Regions from separate parts of the Mus musculus genome. Here region 1 is linked to region 2. A link is a contact called in public promoter capture Hi-C data. All regions are on one chromosome and are shown on one strand. The core of a region is the stretch at or near the end of the contact, and the rest is flanking DNA. Distances in the headings are between cores, read along the strand shown.

The links. Promoter capture Hi-C pulls out the DNA fragments that hold promoters and counts their contacts.
Region 1: a promoter capture Hi-C map of pre-B cells shows a contact between it and region 2. The contact joins the promoter of Cox18 here to the promoter of Scfd2 in region 2. A contact is called at or near these places in 1 of 39 promoter capture datasets (pre-B cells) and 3 of 484 Hi-C or Micro-C datasets (CD4 T cells and CD8 T cells).

Annotation. Positions count from the first base shown.
Region 1 is chr5:90,222,451-90,230,245 of GRCm38.p6, forward strand. Cox18 (cytochrome c oxidase assembly protein 18) reads right to left here and starts at 1,546. Exons shown (of 6, transcript NM_001033310.3): 1 at 1,166-1,546. The coding sequence starts at 1,489. It overlaps Ankrd17 (ankyrin repeat domain 17), which reads right to left. Exons shown (of 34, transcript NM_030886.2): 34 at 4,716-6,891. The coding sequence ends at 6,832.
Region 2 is chr5:74,528,063-74,535,027 of GRCm38.p6, forward strand. It overlaps Scfd2 (Sec1 family domain containing 2), which reads right to left and starts at 3,680. Exons shown (of 9, transcript NM_001114660.2): 1 at 2,720-3,680. The coding sequence starts at 3,557.

The sequences.
Region 1 (7,795 bases), core at 296-2,795, about 16 Mb after region 2:
TTTCACCCATCAGATTAGCCTATGGGGCATTTTTTAATCACTAATTGACATGGAAGAACACAGGACACTGTGTGCCACCAGCCCCAGGCATGTGAACGTGAGCTGTATAAAAAGCCAGTAAGCAGTGTTCCTCCAAGGACTCTGCTGCTGTCCCTGCTCTGTAATGCCTCCACAATAGACTATATAACCTACAAACCACATAATCCCTTTCCTCCCCCACTCAGCATTTGGTCAGGACAACCAAACTCACAGTTCTAGTCTCTGTTCCCTAGACCATATACAAATGTTGTTTACTGATCACACTTGTAATCGAAAACATTTAAGAAAACTCTATTAGATATTAGTTTGCTTAAAGTATCTTTGACCCCAGATTTAAATTCCTTGCCTGTACATCTATCTGCGTGATCTTGGCAACCATACTGAGTTAAACCAACTGCAACTTCTTGGTTATGGGTACCTGATGTTTTCTGTTTCTGGCTGTGCATAACCTGAAATCCTGATTCCCAGTATGTAGCATATCTAACAGCACCTCCTCCATAGGATTTCGAGTAAATGAAAACTGCATCCTGGTTCTTACTGTTCCATCCCTACATTTCCCAGGAGAGAGAAAACAGCATTCCAGTGTTAACACCTCACTGTGAATGCTTCCTGGCTCAATGCTGCTGCTCCCTTCCTGGCAATCCTCTGTGACTCAAATTAAAATCTTGACTTACCCCACCCCCACCCCCAGGCACAGCCATGGGGGAGGTAACGTTATACCAATTCCACTGAACAGAGTTCCTAAAAAGCCAACTCGAAGTTTCAATCCATCAGATACAGGGTAGTAGGTGGTAGGCCCAGAGGAAGAATTCATGTCTGGAAACTGCTAACTTAGTGATACCTTTCTAGTAATAAAGAGCAGTATCAATAGTGACAAATGATGCTGCAGACTCTTAAAATGTTTATGACCCTAATGTTTCAGGTTCCTCCGTGCCATTTCTTCTGAATATTGGTCTCAACCGAACATTTGGGAGGCACTTGTATTTCGAATAAATACTTGGTAGGTCGGGTGAACTGGAAGGTACTCGAGTCACCAACCATCATTTAACATGCAATGCTAACTAAATTATTTTAGCCTCCATGTTAACACTAGCAGGCAGGCAGCACGGGGACCGACGCCCCTCACCTTAGCCAGGATGTAGTGCTGATAGGCGGCCAGGGGCAGAGTGACAGCACCGCGCAGGGCAACGGTGCTGAGTATGATGTTGCTCCACCAGGGGAGGCCGGTAGCCTCCTGCGCGCCCAGCAGCACTTCCTCCGCGGTGCGCACCGGCGCCGACGCTGCCAGGGCCTCATACCAGCCACCTGGAGAGGCCGCAGACACCGAAGCGGCTGCCCATACCGGAAGGGCTGGGAGCCGCGCGCTGCTCCAGGCGGGCGGTGATCCCGGTGCCGGGAGCCGCAGGGTGGGCAGCGACCTGAGCCACCCGGCACACGACCGGCACAGCATGGTTACACGGAGCGGGCGGCCAACTAGAGCACTAGCACCAGGAGGTTGCGCGCATGCGCGAACCCGAGGCCACGCCTGACCTTCCCAGCCGAAAGCCCTGTCCAGTGTCGCGCTAGAGATGACGTAAGACTCCGCCTTTCCCACGCGGCAATGAGCCGCTTGAGGCTCTCTTAACTCCTTTCCTTGCTGGGGTGGAGTTCAGAGCGGGAACCGGAACTGCAGGGGTAGGCGGGGCGAGCAAACTGCCTTGCTGTTGAGTTTCAGTTTCCACTCAAGGAAATTGTGGCTTGAGTACTTTTTGTGACTCGGCTGTTTCCGCCCAAGGCGCGCAGCATCTATCTCCGTTTTCTCTACGCACTGCTGAAACACCTACTTTGGGAATAGTGTTTCTGGCTCGGTCAGTGTTAAGTCTGCGTCCTTTATCCCCCTAGGCAGCTCTACTTTATAATAAGACCTAAATGTCTTTATCTGTTCCGGTTAGCATTCTGTATTCCTTTATAAACAGAATGCAGAAATGCCGAGTGGTGGCGCACGCCTTTAATCCCAGCACTTGGGAGGCAGAGGCAGGCGAATTTCTGAGTTCGAGGCCAGCCTGGTCTACTGAGTGAGTTCCAGGACAGCCAGGGCTATAAAGAGAAACCCTGTCTCGAAAAACCAAAAAAAAAAAAAGAAAAGAAAAAAACGAAATAAATAAATAAGAAGAAGAATCACCATCATAATAAGGAGCAGGGAAAAATACTATTTTTCATTTTACAAAATGAATTCCATCAACAGCACAATTTTGCTTCAACGGTTAAATGGAATGCACAGGGCTTTTAACAACTGTGTGTTTTTCACATTCGTGTTCCTGTCAACAGAAAATAAATGGAACAACGAAGTGCCCACTCCTAGGGTAGGCCAAAGTGAATTGAGTTTTTAGAAACCTCTCCCATGTTTGGTAAAGCCAAACTGTGGACACTGTCCTCTACTTTATTGAACACCTACCAAAGCTGTCAGATAGCGTATTTTCTGAAACTTGGGTAACCTGCCTTTAGTTCCCATAGCATAATCCCTTTTAAAAACAGCTCACTTATCTCTTGCTAGTTTAAGAAACCACCGTATTTCCATAAAACTGTTAATATCCAGTAGGCCCTTCCAAGATGGCCTTAAGCCAGAGAAGTTACTTAAAAACAACTCCCCCAAGTCCCAACTTACCATACATGAGAACCTAGAATTAATTCTCAACACTGGGAAAGTAGGTAAATTTATTATGTGTAATAAATAAGCCTGTTATTTGTAGATCTATTGTTCACAAACCCTAAACCAAAAATTTCAAGCAGTTATTAAAATCTTTAACAATTTTTTTCTACAGCTACAGGTAACTGACAACCTCTTCTGATAAAACTGCACACCTGCATTCATGTCAAAGTAATGGAAATAAATTTAAAAACTAAACCCATATATTGTTATGTGAACTAAACTTCTTAATACTTATTTTGTGATGTTGCATATATGAGCATATTTAACTTTTTGTCTTCTTAATAATGTGCATATGACGTGTCTGTAAATCTAACACTAACCCTGAGGAGGAAACTCATGTGGTATCAGAGACCACTTGAGAATTCTAAGGATTGGATTGAGGTTATCAGGCATAGCTTTATGCCTCCCCCATAGGCCCTTGAGATATACAATATGTTCTCTCTGTAGCACAGGCTATTCAAGGACTCACTGTAATTCAGGCTGAAGTGTACTTTTGAGAAAACCTCATGCACTAGTGCCTGAGGGAGGCAAAGGGAGGTTAAGAATTCAAGTCTGGGTCTCTCCCAAGATCCTTCTCTGAACACCTAAAAATTAAGGGGCCACCGCTTGCAATAGCTCCCTGAAATATATATAAAATATATAAATGTTTCTGTATATAAATGTGTATAAATACACACACACTTCTCAGTACTTGCCATCAATTTTTTCAATTTTACTTGTGTCATACAACTCATTTTTCTTCTTAACTTTTGACTTCTTTGAAGAGAACCATCTAAGGGGGCTGGAGAGATGGCCTGTTACTCCTTCAGAGAACTCAAGTTCACCTTCTAGCTCTGACCTCAAGCCATTCACAAACAACTATCTGCCACCCCAGCAACACCCTCTTCTCTCTTCTGGTCTCAGACACCTGCACAGTAAATCTATCAATCACACACACACACACAGTTTTTAAGAGGCAGCAAGGTATGCTTGAGGCCATCCTGGGTTACCTGCTGAGTTCCAGTCTAATCCAAGGGGGTATGTGTGTGTGTGTGTGGGTGGGTGGGTGGAGGGAGAGGAGTACAGTGGCACAGATCTGTATCCACACTCAAAAAGCAAGGGTTGGAGGATTGCCACAAGCTGAGGTCAGTGCCTAGACTACATAGCAAACTCAAGGAATGCATAACAATCTTCGGCCTCCCCCTCCACACCATTTTTCTACCTTACGATGGGATGAAAGCAAGCAGCACCTGCTCAGCAGAAACCCAGCGCTTAGTAGGCAGAGGCAGGAAGATCCAGTGTTCCATGCCAACTTCAGCTACAAAGTGCTGGGACCACAAGCACCAGGCATGTGCCACCACCTGCAATTGAATTTTTCAGGGCTAGGATTAAGCAGCATGACATATACTAGACAAGTATCTTACTAACCTTCAAACCCTAAACCTCAACATGTTTATTATAGAATATTAGCACACTGCTCAAAATTTTAATATAAGTTATATTGTCATTTTACAGGGCTCATAGTCCAAATAAAATTTCTAAACTTCTTTAGGAAAATTTAAGAAAATACATATGAGGCAAATTCTTATGAGAAATTATAAAAAATAACCCCTTCAAGTCAGACTCAGGTATATTTTTGCTTTGGGGGGGAAGTTGAGACAGGGTCTCACTATGTAGCCCTGTTGGGCCTGGAACTTTATAGACCTGGCTGGTCTTGAATTGAAGAGACCCTTCTGCCAGGCTCCACATCTGCCACACTTTCCCCGCTTTTCTTCTTTTTTGAGGCAGGGTTTCTCTTTGTAGCCCTGGCTGTCCTAGGAAGGACTAAGTAGACCAGGTGGGTTGAACTCGGAGATTCAGCAGGCTCTGCCTCCTGACTGCTGGGATTTCAAGGTGTGCAGCACCACAGCTATCTGTTAAGTCGCTTCTTAAAAAGAAGCAAACTATGTAGTGTGCAGAGATAATCACATACTTCAAAAAGGGGGGAAAAAAAAAGACCTGCACGGTCTCAAGAACTTTTTTTTTATTGTTTAAATAAATAAAATGTTCTATATTACATCTGAAGTATAAAAATGTATTTGAAAAATGTTCCTGGTACAAACTTCTAGAACCATGGCGCCATCCTGCTCTCTCAGTGTAGAGAGACAGGGCTCAAATCTATTTCCATGCTCCACATTTTAAAACCAAGAAAATACTCGCTTTCCCACCCTTCTTCCTTTTTCAGTAAGACACTCGCTAGGAGGTTATGTGTGGTGAACACCACTACTCACACGTGGCAGCACACCCTGAGTAGTGTCTGTTCTCCAACTCTATTATTTTAGGCAGAAAATAACTCTAGGTATCTCAGAAAAGTCTTCTGGGAGCAAAGAAGACAGAACCGTGGCAAAATTCAATACAAAATATTAACATCATGCAGTTTTGTTGCTTTGTGTAAGTAAAGTGCTTTTTAAATTTCTTTTAAATTCATGGCTGTATTTGTAGGCTATTTTCCTCCTATTTTGTGTGTATTAAGCAAAGGTGGAACTGAATGTATATACTTAGCATCCAGAGTGCTGGGTGGGTTTGAGAAACTACCTTATCCTCTTCACTCAGGTCACTACAGGCATAAAATCATATCACATACTATGACAACCAATGAATGTTATTATCAACCTTAGGTGGCATGTGTAAGCTTTAGTTCATATTTTACAGTGTTAAGTTTGTCTCTAATTAAAAACCAAATTGATAGTATTTGACATGTATTATGACAGTATTTCTCATGTATAAACTGTTTTATATTTCAATCATGTGAGTTACTTTTCCATAGGAGACAGGGCAGGACACATATTCTTCTTGTATACATTATTGTTTATTGTTTCAAGTGGTTGGAATATATAATTCCCACTGAGTAGTTTAGTGTGGCCCTGAATCACATATAAACAAGTTAAATGGAGACTTTAATTTATAATCCGTGTATTCATTTTAAAAAGGAACCCAAACACTCCTTTTTGAGTTGGCCCAAGTTAGCTGTTCATCCTTTTCATTTCTACCAACAACTACAGAGAGAGGAGCCTTTCAAACTAAGACATAGATGCTTGAAAAGGGAAAACTGCATGTTGACTCTTGCTGACCAGGAAGGGCCAATGTTAAGAATCAATATCATCCAATATAAAATATGCTGAAATCTTTAAAAATAAACAATATATGCTGACTGAGAGCTGTGGTGGCTTTTAAGTTGCTCAAAAGTCTCAAGCTTTCTGGTTAGAAAAAACCACTGGTGCCACTGAAGATGCTCCACATCTGTGTCACAGCCACTATGGGAAAAAACTTTACAAGAAGGTTCTCACTATTGAGCAAGAGAATCTTACTAAGTAGCAATAGTGGCAAAGAGAGAGTCCAAACTGAAGAGATGTGTGTGCATGAGTTTGAAAAGTGTGACAAATTTAATAAAGACACGGAAAAATCAGAAATTTCTTCTATCTGCCTTGCTACAATCAAACCCAACAGGGAATAAGATGGGTGTTTCAGAGCTAACGCAGGGAACATCAGTTGATAATGCCCATCATTTTACTCTATGCTTAAAATATACAAGTAGAAAAGTGGTGCTTATTAATAGTTTAATGTATGAAGGAGACATCCAGATTTCTGAATATGAAGGTACATATCTCACATGAATTTAAGTCTACATAAAGTAGAGCCTCTAGACTGACACACTGAAATTTACTTTCTGCTTAGCCTTTTCTGTTATGTAAACAATTGTACATTTATTTGCCATTCTAAAACTTCAGGATCAAGTTTACATAATTTTGCTAAATTTCCGTGTTTGCTCAGAAGCAGTTTACAGTACTAAAACCAACCAGCCAAAGAACAGCGTCAACAGAAAGTTATGTCCAAAGGAGAAGAGGGAAAGAAAGAAGAAAAATGATAAGAAAAAATTCTAACTAAGGTAAAAACGGATGATGATGGAGAATTGGCTGTCACAAATGTTCACAGAAAATAGGTCAGTTAGTAAGTTCTTCTGCAAAAAGCCTACACACTTCAGTCAAGCACATCAGTAGAATGATTTGGGAGCATAAAAATGTTTCTCGGCCACTTGTGATTTCCTCTGAATGAAAGGAATCTGCAGGCTACCAGGCTTCTCCTCATCAGCCAAGCTGGTTCATGTGCACACTGTTCATGTGAGGTGCCCAGGGTCCAGTCCATACCTACAAACAGAGCATTCGTGTCACCAAATACAAGTCAGGCAGATACTTAGAATACTAGGACAAACAATGAAACATTTATGGACTAAGACAACATAATCTCATTCAATCGTCAACATATAGCTGGATTTGGCAACACATTTAGTCCTAATAAAGAAAAGGAAATACTCTGGAGTTCAAGGTCATCCTTATCTGTACAGTAGGGACAGCTTGGGTTACTTGAGACCTCTTGTCAAAGAACTCAAACAGAAGAATAAAAGGCGGGGCCTGCAGAGATGGCTCAATTGCTAAGAGCACAGGATGCTCTTGTAGCAGACATAGGCTTGGTCCCTAGGGTTACATGGTACCTTTTAACGGGCTATAATTCTAGTTCCAAGATACTCTTCTGGGCTCCAAAGGCACAAAACATGCATGTGATACAGACATAAACACAGGTACACACTCACAAACTGGAAAAAAATATCACTTAAAAAAACTACAATTTCTGAACACTGGATAAATAAAACATGCAATACCCAGGGAGTGGGGGTGGGAGTGGGTAGGGATAAAAATAAAAGACAGCAGCACATTAGGAAATACTAGAGAAAAAAATCAATAATGTATGTCGCAGCCCTGCCTGGGAATGAGCCTGGGAACTTAGGATGCTAAGCATGTGTCCTGTCACTAAGCCACACCTTCTAGTTACCAAATCTGCTCTCCGTGCTTCCCTTTTCTTTCTGAAATCCTAACAGGAGGAGGTGCTCACAACTTTAAAGCTACTTAATAGCATGGAGACTGCTGTGAAAGGGTGATTTTCCAGAGACCCTGAACAGACCCCATGGCAACTTCAGATTAGACTAGTACAGTTCCTTATTCTTATTATCCAAGGACCGGGGAGGCTGAAGCAGTTGTACCTTAAGTTTGTGAT
Region 2 (6,965 bases), core at 2,430-4,929:
TCTCTCTTTCTCTCTCACTCTGTGTGTGTGTGTGAGTTTGCTGAAATATTCACTCTTGCATGTACTTGTGGAAGGCAGATAGGCAATGCATGTCTTTCTTTGTGACTCTCCATCTCTTTTTGGCTTTCTGTGGTGTTTTTGTTTTTGTTTTGTTTTGTTTTTGACAGTTTTGCTGATCCTGGAGCTCACTGATTGGCTGGATCTGCCTCTTCATGCCACCACGACCACTGGCTAGAACTGGATTGAAGATGCTCTCACACCCAGGCCAGCACAGGCAGAATCCAGACTCAGGCCCCCTCATGTTTGTGTAGTGAGCACTTATCCGCTGAACCACCTCCCTACCCCTAAGTTTCCTTTTACTTTTTGTTCTGCTCTATTGTACTAAAGGGTATTCTGACGTTCAGGAGGCACAAAGGAGCACTGTGACTCAACTGTGGCTTTGGTAACACAGAAGGCACTGGGGAAGTCAGGATCTCAGAAGTTTTGAAATATAAAAGCCTAAAAGACTAGAAGTCAAGAGAAAACTGACATAGGTGTCTGTGGAAACAGCAAATATGAACAGCTCTCTAAAGCCAGCTACAAAATGAAGCCAAATAAATGAAAGGGACTTGAAGTCGGGTGATCATGAGGAGTCAAGAAAGGTCCTGCTCCATTCTGCCTGCAGGCCAATGATGAGACTCTGAGAAAAGACCATCCAGAGACTGCCCCACCTGGGGATCCACCCCATAAACAACCACCAAACACGGTCACTAGGCAGATGCCGACAAGAGCCTGCTGACAGGAGCCTGATATAGCTTTCTCCTGATGGCCTTTACCAGTGCCTGACAAATACAGAAGTAGATGCTCACAATCATCCATTGGACAGAGCACAAGGTCCACAATGAAGGAGCCAGAGAAATACCCAGGGAGCTGAAGGGGACTGAAGCCCCATAGAAGGAACACCAATATGAACTAACCAGTACCCTCAGAGCTCCTTGGAACTAAACCACCAATCAAAGAAAACACATGGTGGAACTTGTGGCTCTATCTATATATGTAGCAGAGGATGGCCTAGTCGGTTATCAAAGGGAGGAGAGGTCGTTGGTCCTGTGAAGGTTCTATGCCCCAGTACAGGGGAATGCCAGGGCCAGAAATGGGAGTGGGTGGGTTGGGGAGAACGGGGAGAGGGGAGGAAATAGGGGATTTTCAGAGGGAAAACTAGGACAGGGGATAACATTTGAAATGTAAATAAAGAAAATATCTAATTAAAAAAAGAGAGAATCTGAGAAAAGGAGGAAAATGGTCTATAGAGGACTGTTTAGCAGAAGTGAACTCATGAGAAGGTAGAGAGTGCTGAGCTAGTCTGCATAGGTAAAAACGTGAGGAGGGATGGAATGCTCCTTTGTAATGTGAAGGAAGGAGAAAACTGTACACAATGTGCAAGGGATTTGGTGATAAGGAGGTATGAAAACCTTCTGCAGGCTTATATTTTCTGTTTTATAGACTTCTGCCCTCTGTGAGTGACATGGCCACTGCTGCCCTCTTGAAATTAATTATAATTACCCTCAGGACACCCTCAAAAGATTGCGCCCAGTAGCATTTCCTCAGAACTGCCATTTAGTTTACTCTCTATTTTATGATCTTAAAACTCATCTAATTAAAATTTCAAATATACTTCTTACTGGTTTTTATAACATCATTCAACATTTTTTTTTTCTAACCTGGAAAGGGAATACTGGCTTAGACCAGTGTTCTGATTGTTCTCAGTGACCTTGAACAGCTAGCACATACTATTATTGAACTATATCTACTTAACTATAAAACAAAGGTGACCTCTAAAAATAAGTGCTCACATCATGAATCAGAATTTTCTTCACCTATTTTAAGGTTAGATTTCTTCCTCGCAGGTATAAATAATTATTACATTGCTGCAATTTGAGGTTGCTATACAAACTTCAATGCACATTTGAAAATATTTTCTACAATTCTTTTTTCCAACTTCTCATATGTACATTCAGTTTCACTTTTTAAAAAAGACATTTACCTATTTATTTGTATATGTGTGGGGGACAGTGCATGTGCAAGTCACACTGTGTGTGTGGAGATCAGAGAACAATTGGAGGAAGTCAGTGCTCTCCTTTCACCATGTAGGTACTAGGGAGCAAACGAAGGTCATTCCATGTGGAGCATGGTATGCAGCACCCCCTCTATGACCGCTACCGCCTTATGCTCCTGCCTCCTGGTTCCTGCCATGTTTGAGTTCCTGTCCTGATTTCCTTCAATGATCGACTATGGTGTGGAAGTGTAAGGAAATAAACCCTATCCTCCACAAGTCGGTTTTGGCCATGGTGTTTCATTACAGCAATAGACACCCTAATTAAGACAACTGGTATCTGGAAATGTCTAAGAGTCTCAGGTGATGGCAATTCCCTCCATGTCAAGGTCATCTCATTTTTTCCAGTCTCTTGGACTAGGCCCGGTTGTTTTATCAAAAGCAACGCACACTAAAGCCATATTTGCCCGCTTACAGCATTTAACAAATAAAATTGTGCTTTATCTATGTCCACTCTCCACTAGACAAAACTTAACTCCAGATGCTGTCAAATTAGGGGCTGGTTCTTTTAGTTCATCTTTATATTGCCAACCTCAATATGAGGCCAATAAACACATATGCTGAATCAATGAACAGATCCTCTAGCTAGGAGAGTGAAGATGAACAACTCCCAGAAATGCCACCTACCTGTGAGATCCAGAGTTCTATCCACAAAGACCACAGAAGCCCTGCCTGTAGCAGTCTTTTTCCTGTTCTTGGCGGGGGCATAATTTGCCAGATCTGTAGCGATGACCCGACTGAGGGGACCCACGGCGAAACACTCCTCTCGTACCCCTAGATGTTCACACAGAGAACTGAGGCCTGACACGAGGCATCTGATGTACAGCAGCAGCTCTGGGGTTAGGGCAGTGGCATCCACCTCACCCAAGCTGCTCAGCCTCCTCTTGTCGGGTCTGGCACTGTTAAGAGCGTGGACATCCTGAGGTAGCAGTGGGAAGAGGGTAGCAAAGGCTGGAGTAAAAGCGAGATGGGAGGCAACAGGGGCGAGAAACAACGGGACGTGGAGCACCTCGGCCGTATAGTTCTCGTTGCCCATCCACTCACAGAGCTTCTCCTCCAGCTGTTCGAACACCGGCTGCTGCCCCTCGAGCTCGGCCGCTGCAGCGGCCGGTACGTGGTTAGCAGTGAGGTGGACTGCGTGGCTCACGGCTGTGACCACCACACAGTGCTGAAAGTGACTGCGGCAAATGATACTCTGTAGAGTGTCTACGATCCGGCCTTTCAGCGGGCTGCTCAAAACGAAAACCGCCCGGGGCTGCTTGGCTCCCCCGCCAATGGCCTGGGGTTCAAATTCCCGCAGGTGACACGCAGGACCCTTCACCGCCTCCAGAAGCCGGCTGGATCCGCAGCTCCAGTGCAGGCTCTCGGCGCAGGCAGCGTCCAGGTAGACCACGGACCACTTCACTTTGGCCAGCACCTGCTCCCAGCCTTGCTGGGCAAAGGCCAGTATGCCCGCGGCGCTCATGATCCCGTATCGCCAGCTGGCCAGGGGTCTCACCGGCGTACGGGCGGGAACTCAGGTCAGAACGCAGGGCTTCCGGGTACTGAGTACTTTGACAGTCAACACAGTACACGTGGGCCTGTCTCTGACGCTCGGCGTTCGCGCGCGCGGTGATGACGTCTTAGGCGCTCATTGGCTGATCAGGCGCGCGGGCTGGCGGAAGGAACGTCTGCACTTGAAGGAGGAACGGAATGTGCTTACAGGGTCGATAGTCCCTGAAAAGCTGGAGGCAGCAGCTTTCTAGGAAAGAATTGAAATGGGTTTTGTTCGTCCCTCCCTTGTCAGCTCTCATCACCTTTTCCTCCAGGTTAAGAATTCTCGGGAATAATAAAACCTGGTCTGAAGCAAAGTACTTCCCCCATCTGAACTTGGAGAAGCCAAACAACTACTGCAACGTAATAGTTGGTCTTGTGTAGGTTATCTTCTGCGTTGGTGCACTCCAGCCTCGTGAAATACCTTTTGGGACCAGCAAGATGGCTCATAAGGCTAAAAGCGCTTGCAACACAAGTCGTATGACCTGAGTTTGATCCTTCGGACTCAATGTAGAAAAACAGGACCCGGAAAAATTGTCCTCCATGTGCCAATTGTGGAAAACGCACAATCACCCATCCCCAACACACACACACACCACATACACAGAGAGAGACAGAGACAGACACACAGAGAGAGACAGAGAGATCCTGTCTCCACACAGTCAAAAGGCTTTGGGGTCCATTTCACAGCTACTAAGATGAGAATTGGGTTGAGGAATAGATATACTGATCTACACATCTCAGTTTAGAACCTGTTTTATTATTATTATTATTATTATTATTTAATTGTGGAAACATGCATGAGATAAAAAAATTTAGTAATTTACTGTTCTAATTGTGTGTGTGTGAGTGAGTGTGTGTGTGTGTGTGTGTGTGAGTATGTGTGGACAGGATCTCATTGTGCAGCCCTAGCTGTCCTGGAACACATGATGTGGATCAGGTTCGTTGCAAACTCACAGAGATCTGCTTGCCTCTGCCTTCCTAGTGCTTGGATTAAACGTGTGTGCCACCATGTCCACCATTAGTCATTTTAAAATGTACAGTTCGGAAACATTAAAAAACATTCATGCTGCTGTACAACCAATCTTTGGAACTTTTTATTTTGCAAAATCAAAATAGTTTCAAAACTATATACCCTTTAAATAACAATTGCCACCCTCAACCTCAGCTCCCTGCACCCCCCCCCCAGCATTTGTCAGCCTCTACTTTAATCCTGTTCTCTTTGCATTGGCACTGTGGGTCTTATAATTGGGTCCCTGTACTATCTGCTTTATTGTGATTAACTTACTTCACCTAACATCATTCATCTAGTTGTGACACATGGCAATTGCTTTCATTTTAAAGTTTTATTCGTGTGTTTCTGTGTGTGAGAGAGTGTGTGTGTATACAGTTGGGTTTTGACCTCCCTAAAGCATATGCCACCATACCTGGTCTCTTGGCATGATTTGAGCAGTAATCTATTCATTGTCTAATTCTTATAGCTAAGCACTCCTTTTCATTACTTCTCAAAAGTATACTTCACAGCCGGGTGGTGGTAGGTGGTGGCGTACTCCTTTAATCCCAGCACTCGGGAGGCAGAGGCAGCAGATTTCTGAGTTCGAGGCCAACCTGGTCTACACAGTGAGTTCCAGGACAGCCAGGGCTACACAGAGAAACCCTGTTTCAAAAAAAAAAAGTATACTTCATATTAAATGATATCATTATTATTGACATTGTTCTGAGATGGAGTCTTACTCTGCTAGCCTGAGTCAAGCTCTAGCCCTGGCCTCCAGAGGACCTGGAAGGACAGGATGCACTGCCAGGCCTGGGTTAGCAGCAACATCACCATCATCATTGCTTAGAACAGCAATAAATAATGAGATGGCAAATAAGTATACTCAGGATAAATGTGATATTGTAGTGAGATGAGTTCATAATATAAGAAGCAAGAGACAGTCTATAAAATAGTCAAATTATTTAATGTCAAAGTTTCCCATGGCAAATGGAGAGATTAATCCTAACCAAGGAAGCATATCCATACAAGGATTCAGTTTAGGAGGAAAGAAGGAAGGAAGAGGCTTTGAAGGATGGTCATTAGAGCTTTATGAGCTTCTCTGCTTTGTAGAAATCATTTTCAAAGCTTAGCTCAAGTGCTACCTCCACCACGCAGGCCTCCTACCGCATTCACCACCATTCATTAATCAACTCGTTGTTGATGTCTAAACTCTTTGTCTAGACAATGATTTGAAAGACAAACTCTTTTCCAGACTGGAAAGAAAAGCAATTCACTCTGCAAAAGACAATCAACTCTCTCATGAAACCACCCAATTTTACTTTAGATGCACTTAACAGTGAGAATGGAGCTAACCACGGTGTGGTGGTGGTAACTGCCCACGGTACTCTCAAGCAGATAGTATCAAAGGCCAAAAGGATATGGTGCACCATACAACAGATGGAAGTGAAAGTTAAACAAGACGAAGGCAGATTTGGCCTAGTGAAGATTCTGGGGAAAGTGGCTATGTAGTCAATAAGACTTGTGGTCTAAAAGAGAGTTTAGCTCTGCTCTACTCCCCTCACCCCAACCCTGCTCACCCCATCTGCATACTCAGTTTATCTACATTTGCCTTTCACTCTACTCCAAATGCAGTTGGGTGCCTGGAACTTCTCTGTCTCTGGGCCTTTTGCATGTTCCTAATCTCCTTGTCAAGTAGCCCCCATGCAGAAACCCACAGAGCTTACAGCCCTTCTCCATTAAGGGATCTACTTATTTTAATTAATTAATTAATTACCACGTGATATTAGATTATACCTCCCTTTTAATCACTTGGCCGTGGGTCTTTTTACAGCTACTATTATTTTTAAATCCTTATCAACATGATGTGTCTATCATCTTCCATTAGAATAAAGGCTTCATGAAAGAAAGGATTTTTTTTTTAACCGCCAATCTATATAGTCTTGAAGAGTTCCTAGTACTTGGGTAGACTTTCATACATATTTGTTGAATTCAGGGAAGATTTTTACGAGGAAATTGTACACAGAAGTTGAAACAATTTAAGAATTTCCTACAGGGGAACAGGGCATAGCAAACAAGAGTTCAAAACTAAGAAGAATTAAAACCCTCGTGATCTACTCAGGTAACGAGGAATCAAGTGATACAGATAAAGTCTAACGCTCGACCCTCCTCATCAATCACTAATTAAGAAAATGCCCTGCAGGTTTGTCTACAGCCCGATCTTATGGAGGTATTTTCACAACCAAGGTTCCCTCCACTCAGATGACCAGTTTAAGTAACTTAAATAAAACTTTCCGGCCACAGAGTCTCCCTGTATAGCCCAGGCTATCCTGGAACTCACTATGTAGA